Regions from separate parts of the Mus musculus genome. Here region 1 is linked to region 2. Evidence: chromatin contacts called from public Micro-C data. All regions are on one chromosome and are shown on one strand. The core of a region is the stretch at or near the end of the contact, and the rest is flanking DNA. Distances in the headings are between cores, read along the strand shown. Region 1 holds the start of Cul1 (cullin 1). Region 2 overlaps Cntnap2 (contactin associated protein-like 2).

The links. Hi-C and Micro-C count contacts between places; a contact is called where the count stands out from the background.
Region 1: a Micro-C map of embryonic stem cells shows a contact between it and region 2, with 2.8 times the contacts expected there. The contact joins the promoter of Cul1 here to the enhancer-like site in region 2. A contact is called at or near these places in 1 of 39 promoter capture datasets (hippocampal neurons), 10 of 484 Hi-C or Micro-C datasets (the G1E-ER4 cell line, LSK cells, Sertoli cells and 3 more) and 11 of 115 datasets of contacts at active chromatin or transcription factors (astrocytes, cardiomyocytes, differentiating embryonic stem cells and 7 more).

Annotation. Positions count from the first base shown.
Region 1 is chr6:47,450,667-47,455,901 of GRCm38.p6, reverse strand. Cul1 (cullin 1) reads right to left here and starts at 1,583. Exons shown (of 22, transcript NM_012042.4): 1 at 1,419-1,583.
Region 2 is chr6:47,186,949-47,192,319 of GRCm38.p6, reverse strand. The region is part of intron 20 of Cntnap2 (contactin associated protein-like 2); the gene reads right to left. Gm35280 (a long non-coding RNA gene) reads left to right here. Exons shown (of 8, transcript XR_001785456.2): 8 at 1-936. Among named protein-coding and RNA genes, the nearest start is that of Gm35565, 38 kb to the left of the region's middle. Within about 2 kb of position 1,804, at least 14 of the 459 cell types and tissues checked have an H3K27ac peak or open chromatin away from gene starts, as enhancers often do. A contact at or near this core is called in the G1E-ER4 cell line, differentiating embryonic stem cells and embryonic stem cells, where this site is marked.

The DNA of each region.
Region 1 (5,235 bases), core at 334-2,833, 260 kb before region 2:
AACAGGGAGGAAAGAGAAAGGTTAGCATTTTTAGAAAGCACTTTGGTCTTTTCTCCCAGGCTTAAGGCTTAGTAAATGCTCCCCAAAACCTCCAAAAATGGGCAGAATAGAAGATAAAACAAGCCAGTGTTGTGTTGCATACTCAGAATTTAAAATGAGCTATAACTGTTTCAACTTACTATGGGAAGCAACAAATACAAGTTTTAAGTAAAAAGAGAAATCTTAAAGCCTTCTCAAACAAAGAAAGACCTCATATCCTTATTTTCCTCAACTACACTGGCTTCTTCAGAGTGTTAGGTTTAGGTCCTAAAAATTGAAGTAAAAGGAGCTTAGTTCCTCTTTTGTCACCCCAGTGCCTTTCTAAAACAGTAATCATTTATTCCATTCTTAGCTTTTGGCTGTTTTAATGCTACTCCAGCAAAGAGCAAGTACACACAGGGCAACTAAAAGCACTTGAACAACTTGACTGCATTTCGGCATGCGTGCCCGTCCCACAAACCCCCAACGACTGTGAACTAACCACAAGTATCAACAGTGACCTCTCAGAAAAGGGGAATCCTCCTTTTTTGGCATACCTAGCTCCCTTAACTTTGGGGCTTAGGCTCAAGGAATGAGAGTGCAAGTGTTCCTTGCTTTCTTAGTTATCTCCTGAGTAACAACACAGTGCACAGGTGACAGAAAGAGGGGGTTCTCAGGGCCACGCGGGATTTAAGAATAGAGGCCCGCAGAGTCTACAGCCCCCGACTCAGTCCTCCTGGCCCGGTGCCGGGTTACCTTTGGGGTCAGAGCGCGCGCTCCCGCCGGGACCGGGGACGCGCCGAGGCCGCCGCACAGGGAGGGCCCAGTTCGACTGAGGAGAGCTGGCGGACGCCCGGGGGCTCCGTTCCTTTGGAAAAGCACACCGCATCCCGGCGCGCCTTGCTCGGCCACGCTCCCAGAGAGAACGGAGCCCGGCACCACTGTTACCCAATAATCATGCCCCGCACCGTCGCAACAATGAGTGCCCCCGGATCCCCGAGAGCACGAGTCCCCCGGCCCTGAGCCACCCCGGCCAAGCGGAACCCCCAGGGCCGAGGGGAAGGGAGGGGTGGCGCGTGAGGCGCCGAGGTCGGCGCCACAGGCCGCGGTGAGTCCGGCTTTTTCCCAGTGCGTAGCCAGGGCCTGGCCCTGCGAGTCCCGGCCCAGGCCGAGCCTGGCCGGCCGGGTGACTCAGGCCGGGCCTGGCCGCTCCGCTCCGCCCTCGGCGTCCTACGCCCACGACTTCTCCGGCCCGGCCGCCATTCCGCCTAGCCGCGGCGCGGCGCCTCAGGCCTCGCCGGCAGCCCGGGCTCGGACGCCGCGGCCCGAGTCACTGCGACGCCGCGGCTCCGCCGTGGCCTGCGCTGCCTCCCGCCACCGCGGCCCGAGCCGCTACTCACCCGCATCTCCGGGCGCCCCCCGACGCTCGGGCGACGGCGTGTAGTGCTCGCGGGGCCCGCCGAGGTCTGGCCGCGTCCCTCAGCGCCCGGGCTGCCCCGCCTGGAGCTGCGTGCGACACGGCGCCCGCTCCTCCTCCTCCTCCCCTGCCCGCCTGCCGGCCCTCCTCCTCCCGCCGCCGCCGCCGCCGCCTGCACCACGCAACCTCCGCCCTCTCGCCGTCCCTCCGCCGCTCCCCGCCCTCCCGGCTTCACCGGCTCTGGCGACCGCGGGGCGAAGCCGTGGGGGAGGGAGGGCCGGAACGCACCGCCATCGGCGTCCGGGGCGGGGGAGCCAAGAAACCGTCGCCGCCATCGCCGGGCCTGCGGCGGCGCGGGAGGGGCACGGAAACGGCCCCCCCAGAGGCCCTGGTCACCCGCTTCGTGGCCAGGACCCGCTTCGCGCGGGCATTTCTACCTGCGAGCCATGGCCTCTGCTTCCCAAACGCCGAGCCGGGTCCTGCCGGACGAGCGGAATCCTCCGCCAGGTTTTCCCGCCGCCCTCGCGTCGGGGCGGCCTCTCGAGTGCCGGCTTCCCGCCACTTCGGACTTCTCGTGGAGACCGAGCCGAGGCTGGGGGCTCTGACCTCTGAAGACACTTCCGGAAGCGGCTGTGGGAGAGGGGCTTTGAGCTCCCCTGCCCCTCCCCTCCATGCACCTCCCGGGAGCTGACATGGGTCCCAACTGCACTGATCCTGGCTGGTGTCTCCTGTCCTGGAGTTGAACCAGAGGCAGTATCCCCAACCGTGAGATGAGAAAGTCAAATGGGCAGGCGGACTCAAGAGAAAAGTGCTACTGCTTCACCGACCCCCCTTTCTACCTGCAGGCCTTGGAGATCCTCCTGCGGAAACCTCCAGCTTGCCCACATACCCACGTGGATGTGTGTCTCCCTCTTTAATACTTTTCAGCAGTGGCCTCCCTTCCTTCTTGAGAGCCTTTTTTCACTTTCACTGTATATGGTTTAGTTAGGGAGAGTTGGGAGTTGCGATTCCAACCTGGGATGGCATGAAGTAGTATTCTTACATCTAGAATAATCTCACCCATTGGAAATCAGCTGCTGTCATCTTGTGCTTTGTAATATTCAATTGTAAATTTGGCAACACCCCTAGCCACAGGTGAGAGGCTGGAGAAAGAATGGATTTACCCCATACCTTGTTAGAGGCAGCTGTTTTAATATCCTAGCTTAGATCTGCCATTTAATTCTGTGAACTAGCAAGGGAAGATTTTCAGTTAGCTCATCATCTGGGCCAAAGATGTATTTGATGTAACTTCTGTAACTTTTCACCAAACTAGAACACCACAGAGATTCTTTCTAATGCACCATTTCGGGGCAGAAATCCTCAGCAGACCTGACAGGTCTCAAATCCACAACTTGAGTAACCCGTGCTTCCTCTCAAAAGAAAGTCCCACTGGTGTGTAGTCCAGCAGTTCTCATTCTGTGGATGGACACCCGTTGGACAAACTTCTATCTCCAAACACATTTACATTACGATTCATAGCAGCAAAATTACAGTTATGAAATAGCAACAAAAACCATTTTCTGATTGGGGGTCACCTGGTGAACTGTATTAAAGAGTCACAGCATTAGGAAGTTAAGAACTGCTGGTTTAGTGTCTTCTATCGAACTGTAGCTTTTTGTCAACATCTATTAAGTATTTTTTAGAAGTGTTGTTTCTGCATGTGTATACCAAATTATATTATCTTTACGTTTGTCTGGGGAAAAGGTTTTTAATTTGTTTTATGTCAAACACCTCAATAACTCATTCAAAAGAAACATGTTTTTAGTAACTTTTCTGTAGACATATGGTAAGGGTGGAGATAAATGTAAGGCTTGTTCCTTGTATATTTTGGCTTTCATTTTAAACTGGATTCCCATGTATTCATAGAAAACAGTTTACTTCCTCTCTATATTTCCTAATCTGTTGTCTTCAGTCTCACCAGTCTATATGGTCTCCTTTCCTGTGATTTTTCACCTCTGGATATGAGTTTGTATGTCAACTTGAGGGTTTTCTCCAACCCATTTTGCCTTAATACAAGTATTTAATCTATCTGAATCCACTCCCTGATTCGCCCTGCCTCCATTCCTTGTTTTAAAGTATCTTATTTACTGTCAATACTATCATTTTCATTGATTTGTTCATTCACCTGTGTCCACTTTGCAACCAGGTGGCATCTGTTCTGAGCAGATAACCCTACCTAACAGGATAAAAAGATATAATAGTAACTTTCATGCTCAAAACACTCTTCATCTTCTCTGTCTCAGCAAAATGGATATCTCTTTGGATGAGCCAGTTTGGAAAGAGAGTGACACCAGAATCAAAGCTCAAAACTGTCCCAAAGGTCTTTATCAGGACAAAGTCAATGGGATTAAAATCTCTTTGTAAATTAGAAACAATAATGAACTGGAAAAAACGCAAGTTTTAGATTAGCTATTTTTAAAATAGCTATTTTTAAAATACCTCATTGCTAGCTTCCCATGTGTGCCTTCAGGTATGGGTTGGGGTGCAGGATTTTTTCTTAAGTTTGCCAGTTTTTTTTTTTTTCCAGTATTTTGCTGGAAGAACATTGAAGCCTGCTCACAGCATGTTTACTACTCAGATTGAAGAGTACTGAGTCACTTGAACAACCATAGGAACTATTATTTCTAAGACTTGGGTAAGAAACTAGTCTGTGGAAAGTAAATGGGTTTCACAGGTTTGTGAATTACCCAGAGACATAATTGCAAACTTCAGATCTAAGACCCAAACTTGGAAGGAAAAGAGCAAAACCAGAAGCTGACACTACCAGAGTTTATATTTGTGTGAACCATTTTTAACTGGGTAGGCTTGAGCAAGTTATTAAACTTCTCAGTGTTTCATCATCCTCTGATATGGAGGTGATAATAGCTCAAGGAATGTTAGCTAAACATTGATATTTCTGATGATAATAAAGACCCAGAACCTGAATTTGGGAACCACTCCATGTTCCTTCTGTCCAAGTTTTTAAAGTTATAATCCTACAATGTTTACTATGCTTTATATGTTCTAATGAACTTAATTTGTTTTTAGGCTGTGTAATTTTTAATTTTTTTCTTTTTTTTTTTTTGATTTTTCGAGACAGGGTTTCTCTGTACAGCCCTGGCTGTCCTGGAACTCACTTTGTAGACAAGGATGGCCTCGAACTCAGAAATCCACCTGCCTCTGCCTCCCGAGTGCTGGGATTAAAGGCGTGAGCCACCACACCTGGCAATTTTTAATTTTTTATGGGTATGTGTTGAGAGACTCTCTTGTGCACTGTATAAAAGCAAAACCTGCAATTGCATGTATAAGTGTGTTGCCTTCACATATATGTATTATCTGTGCATGCGTACCTGGTACTGAGAAGACCAGAAGAGAGTGTTCAAGCCCCTGGATCTGGAGTTACAGACACTTATGAGTTACCATTTGTGTGCTGGGAATAGGACTCATGTCCTCTGCAAAAAGCTCTTAATTCACTGAGCCATCTCCCTAGCCTTCAACGTAATTGTTATAAAAGGATTAGGCTGGGCATAATGACAAATGCTCTTAATCTCAGGAGGCAGAGAAGGTATATCTTTGTGAATTTAAGGCCAGCCTATATCACAAAACTGACCAGGGGTCGGTCAGTCAAGTAAATGAGATTTTTTAAAATATATATTTATTTTTAATTGTGTATACAATTTTGAAGACATTTTTGATTACTTATGTATGTATTTGGGGTGTATGAGTATGTACATGTAAAATCAGGTATCTGTTGAGGTCAGAGGTATCTAATCCCTGGAGCT
Region 2 (5,371 bases), core at 555-3,054:
CCTATCTTTTAAAGACAATTATGGTCTCCTTGTGCTTCCTCAGCTGTAAGCTCTTAGAACTTTCTAGGGTTCTGTGACTCTCTCTCTCTCTCTCTCTCTCTCTCTCTAACTCTTCTCTGATACATTACATCCTGCTTCCCTTCAGAAAACAGCAGGCCTTTCAGAGATATCAATGGAACACGGCACAACAAGTTACGATAAGGTTAGACACAAACCCTCTTATCAAGGCTGGACAGGCAACCCAGTAGGAGGGATGGAGAGAAAATACGGAAAGAGATTCTGGAATTGTGTGTGCGTGCGTGCGTGCGTGCGTGCGTGCGTGTGAATGTGTAAAATAAGTGCAGAGAAACTCCCTGGAATCTACCAAGTATGACCCCAGAGACGACTCCTAGTAATGAGGGATACTGAGCCTGACACACTCTTTTTTTGGAAGAACCTTCCATTCCAGCTCAGGGTCGTGGGACAGGGGGGTCATATGTCAGGTTCAGCCTCCCCGAGCGCATGGGAACCTCGGACTTGTCTGAAGAGTGCACTGCACTGGAAACTGGTACGCTCCATTCACAATTGGGCACCACGGACATTCCTTATTACTGTTTGTCTGGAACCTTCCCTGTAACTTAGATTATGGAACAGTCAGGGATAAGTGTTAAAGAGTCTACATATTTCCGGAAATTTTGAGAATCTGACCTTTAGGGAAATGGCACTGTTAATTTTTTTTGTACATTGAAAAAGTGTACTAAAATATATCACTAACAAACACTCTATTCAGAGAAACTTTTGCCCGTTTTAAGCTAGAAATGCCTTGGGATCGAGCTACTTAATTTCTGCAGCTAAGTTTCAGCGGGCAGTTTTGGCGCCCTCTGATGGCATACATGGGTAACTGCAACACTTCCTTGTTAAACCCATTAACTGCTTCATTTTTTTAAAGCCAGGATTAAAAAAAAAATTAAAAATTCTCTTAATTTAATATACACAGAGTGGATTTCACTCAATTTTTCTTATAACATATTTTTCTAATGCTTTAAAAATGGATAAAACAATACATATCCATCACAGGAAAATAATAATGTAAACATTCTATAAAAATAGCATATGGTGATAATGATAATTATATTTTTTCATTTATTCAGAAATGAGTAGAAACCAACTAATAGTATTTTATTTTATGTGTATGGGTGTTTTGCCTGCATGCATGTCTGTGTGCCATGTGCATTTAGTGCCCACAGAGGTGGGAAGAGGGCATCAGATACACTAGGGATGAAGTCAGAGGATTGTGAGCTGTCATGTGGGTCCTGGGAATTGAACCTGGGTCCTCTGAAAAACCAGCCAGTGCTCTTGGTCACTGAGCCATCTCTCCAGTCCTGCCCTGCCTTCCTTTAACTTCACAGTGTATTGTAAAACTTTTTCTCTGTCTATAATAAATTTATAATTGAATCACTTGTCAGTTTCTGGATAATTATCATTCAGTTTTTGGATATATAACACAACATACCAATGTTTATATGCATGCTCTATAGAGCAAGTAAGTCCAGCCTTTAAAAATATCAAATTTTAGTGTTTAGGGTCTGGGGAGATGGTTCAATAAGACATTTACCACACAAGCATGAGGGTTTTCAGTGGCATGTAAAAGCCAGGCGTTTAATGCCTGTCTGTAACCCTAGCACCAGTGACAGAGATAGGAAGATCCGATCCCTGAAGGTCTCTGACCAGCCAGTCTAGTCAACCAGGCAGCTCCAGGTTCAGGAAGAGACCTAGTGTGGACGGGCCTGCTGCTGGTCTTGTGAGCCAATCACCTAACGAATAAAGCCAATCACTGGGCGAGTAGGTGGGACTTCTGGGTTGGAGAGAGGCAGAGAGGAAGCAGGAGCGAGTTAGGGCCCTTTTGGAACCGGACAGCGGAGGGGTAAGATGTAGCTGCTAGAGTTTCCCTGTGTCATGGCAGAATCAGTTTTTAATAAGGCTTACAAGATTAGGTTTTAGTGGTTGCACCCAGAGATTGAGTTACCATAGTTTCTGAGCTAAGTTTGTGTTGTGTTTTCCTTTAGGCAGCGGCTCAGCTGGATTCAAGAGAGAGAGGTACAGCGGCAAAGCATGGGTTTGCCAGATGTGCACCACAAAGGCTGTGGAGGGGTTTGAAGCATGAGGTTGGCATGATAGCGACCTGACAGTGGGAACCTAGCAAGCTGAATGGAGACGTTTCAGGAGCTCCAGGCCAGAGAGACTCCACGAGATGAAATAGGTCGGCCTTTTACCGCCAGTGCATGGCCAGCCAGGCACAACCGCGGGAGCGAGCCGGCTCTATTTTTTAGATACTTCCTTCAATAGAGACCCTGCCTTAAAAAAAAAAAAAAAAAGGATGGCGAGTGATGGAGGAACCTATGTCAATTTTTGGTGTTTGGCCTCCACACAGAGAAAGAGAACAAAATATGTGCACAAAGGGTCTATACCATTCCCAGAACCTGATAGGTGCTCAGAACAATCATGTTGACGTTTGGCAGTGATCCTCTCAAAGTCATGGTCGTGGAAGTGAAGTTAGTACTAAGATACCTTCTGAATGCACACCATGGAACCCCCTCTTCTTCTCAGCTGTTTCTAAGGGTTCAGCCTAGATGGACTTGGCTTTCATGAGAGTCATTTTATAGTACTTGTACTGAGCTCAAGGCTAAACAAAACCCTGCATTTATCATCAATATCTATGAAGCCAGTAGCTTGGATAAAGGTGCTAAGATTCACATTTTTTTAAAAATGAAATTTTATTCCCTCTGCTTTGAAACAATAATGGTTTCCTCAAAAGTTGATTTAATCAACTAATGGTGACCTAGCTAGGCAGTGGTTCTCAGCCTCTGGGTCATGACCTCTTTGGAGTGGCTTATCAGATATTCTGTATACCAGATATGTACCTTATGATTCATAACAGTAGTAGGATTACAGTTAGGAAGTAGCAACAAGAAAACTTAGTGGTCAGGGGTCACCACAAGATAAGGAGCTGCATTAAAGTGTTGCAAAATTAGGAAGGTTGAGAACTACATAACTAAAGTATACTACAACTATATCTAGTTTTAATTCATTAATAAAGCAATAATTAAAAAAAAATAGCCAGGCATGGTGGCTTATACCTGGAGTCCTAGAATCTGAAGCAGAGGATTGCTGTGAGTTTGAGATCAGCTTAGGATACATGGTGAGTTCAAGACCAGCCTGGATTACAGTGTGAGCGTCTTAAAAGAAAAGCAAACAGCAATAGCTACAACAAAAGGGACAGCCATCCCAGGGCAATACCAGATCATTCCAGTCCACATTATCTACTCTGTTAGGGAGTGGTTTACAGCAGGCAAAATGTGGCAAATGTGACATTTCACAGTCATGGAGGAAGGTAGGAGGGAATTCTTCAATGAAGACCAGCGGAAGGCATGCTGGGAGAGAAGAGAACTCTTCCCACTTCTCCCCACCAGGGGTGAGAATCCCTCTACTTCATACTCCTGCTTTCTCCCCTCACTGCCCTCTCACCCTCCTCCCTGCTCCATGACTGGGAAGGAAGCTGGCGGTAGAAGGGCTGGCACAGAGCTGGTGAAGAGGTGTTGCTGTGGCAGCTCAGAAGGGAAGTGGCGGCTCTTACGTGCATCTTCACAGTACCTCTTGCTGATGGTTTGCCGCAAGACGGTGGTGTCCCTATCCAAGCATGAAGAACTTCTCAGTGGGACAGTGTCACACCAGGTTTCCTCATGGCTATGGATGGATGGCAGAGACCGTGCTAGACATTAAAGAAAGCACCAGGAATAATGTGGTTCGGAAGGGTTGAGGAATGAGGCAGCTTTTGGAAGCTGAACAAGAAACGGGAACTAGCTTTCGTATCAGACACAAGAAGAGGCTACTGTGTCATTCAGAAGATAGAGTAGATGTAGGGATGCAGGGGAGCATCCTTCCAGAAGGTGGCGCCTTTGAGCCCTTTGCTTTAGCCAGTCACACAGATGCCAGACTCTGTACAGACTACAAGACTGTGGCTTTAAATCTATAAATCTGCATTGTACAATGTAGTAAGAAATTGAATTCAAGTTCGTAAAAGACCCCGTGCAACTCCAAATCTGAGCAAGTGTTCCCTTCCCCAAGCAATCTTGTCTAGTAGCTACTCTGCCCCGGGACAACTTACTTTCTAGGTCCAGGTGGCAATCCTAAGGAAGAAAGTTTTATCCCTAGCGTTCAGCATTTGGAAACTCTCCACATCGGTTCTCCCTGGGATATGCGTTCTCAGCTTCGGGGTGTCTAAATCTTATACTCTCCCTTTACCAGAGTTCCTTCCCATGTTCACACCCTGTGTTTAGCTGGCCTTGTGGATTCTGTCTTTCATTTGAACTCAGACTGCTGTGCCTTTATTTGGCAAAGTGTGATAAACCTAGTCTGGTAGAGAGCCTGGTTCTAGAGGGCTTTACTGGGTGTTGTGGTACCAGCAGAGAAAAACAAGAGCAGGTGTTAAGCAACTGTGGTACCCAAGGCTTTGTGCTAAGCTCTTCTTGTACGGTTTTATTTAACAGATGTGGAATAGTGAGATTTTCCCTCCCCTGGTATTACTTTGAAAAGTCTAGTATTGCCAAAGGGGGTGGGATTGGCCTTCTTAGCCAGTTATGTCTGACTATAGAGGCAGCCCGGGCAGCTGCGGGCACTGTCTTAAGATTTCCAGTGCTGTGATAAAACCCCAATGCCATAGCAACTTGGGGAGGAAGGGGCTTATTTCAACTTAGCTGTCCAGAACATAGTCCATCTCCAGGACAGGAGCTCAAGCAAGGCTGGAACCTGGAAGTGGGAGCTGATATAGAGGCCATGGAGGAGTGCTGCTTACTGGAGAGCTGCTTATGCCTTGTTCATCCTGCTTTCCTACAGCATCAAGACCATCAGCCCAGGGATGGCACTGCCCACAGGAAGCTGGCTCCTCCCACACCAGTCAAGAAAATGTCCCACAGGCTTGTACACAGAAAAATTTGTTTGGTGTTCCCTCTTCCCAAATGACTAGCTTGGGTCAAGTTGACATAGAACTTGCCAGCACTGGTACAGCTTCCTCAACGGAAGCTGCCTGGCCCTGTTAATCAGGAAAGGGACTCAAAATCACCTGCATTTTAAATATTTACATTCAAAAGAGAATATGCATCAAGTCAGATAAAGCCAGCAAAAGCCTAACCTGAAAAGCCCAAAGAAATGACGTCTCATTTTGCGGGCATTGCCAGGTGGCCGTCTCTTCTCAAATGAACCCTGGTGCATTGGCCACGGTTAAGTGTAATAATTTCAAGGTAATTTCTTTGAGGTCCAAGTGAGCTATTTTGCTGAACATTAAGCTGGTGGTCATTTTCCTGGCAGTTAAGAGGCGATAAGAGATTGTGTAAAA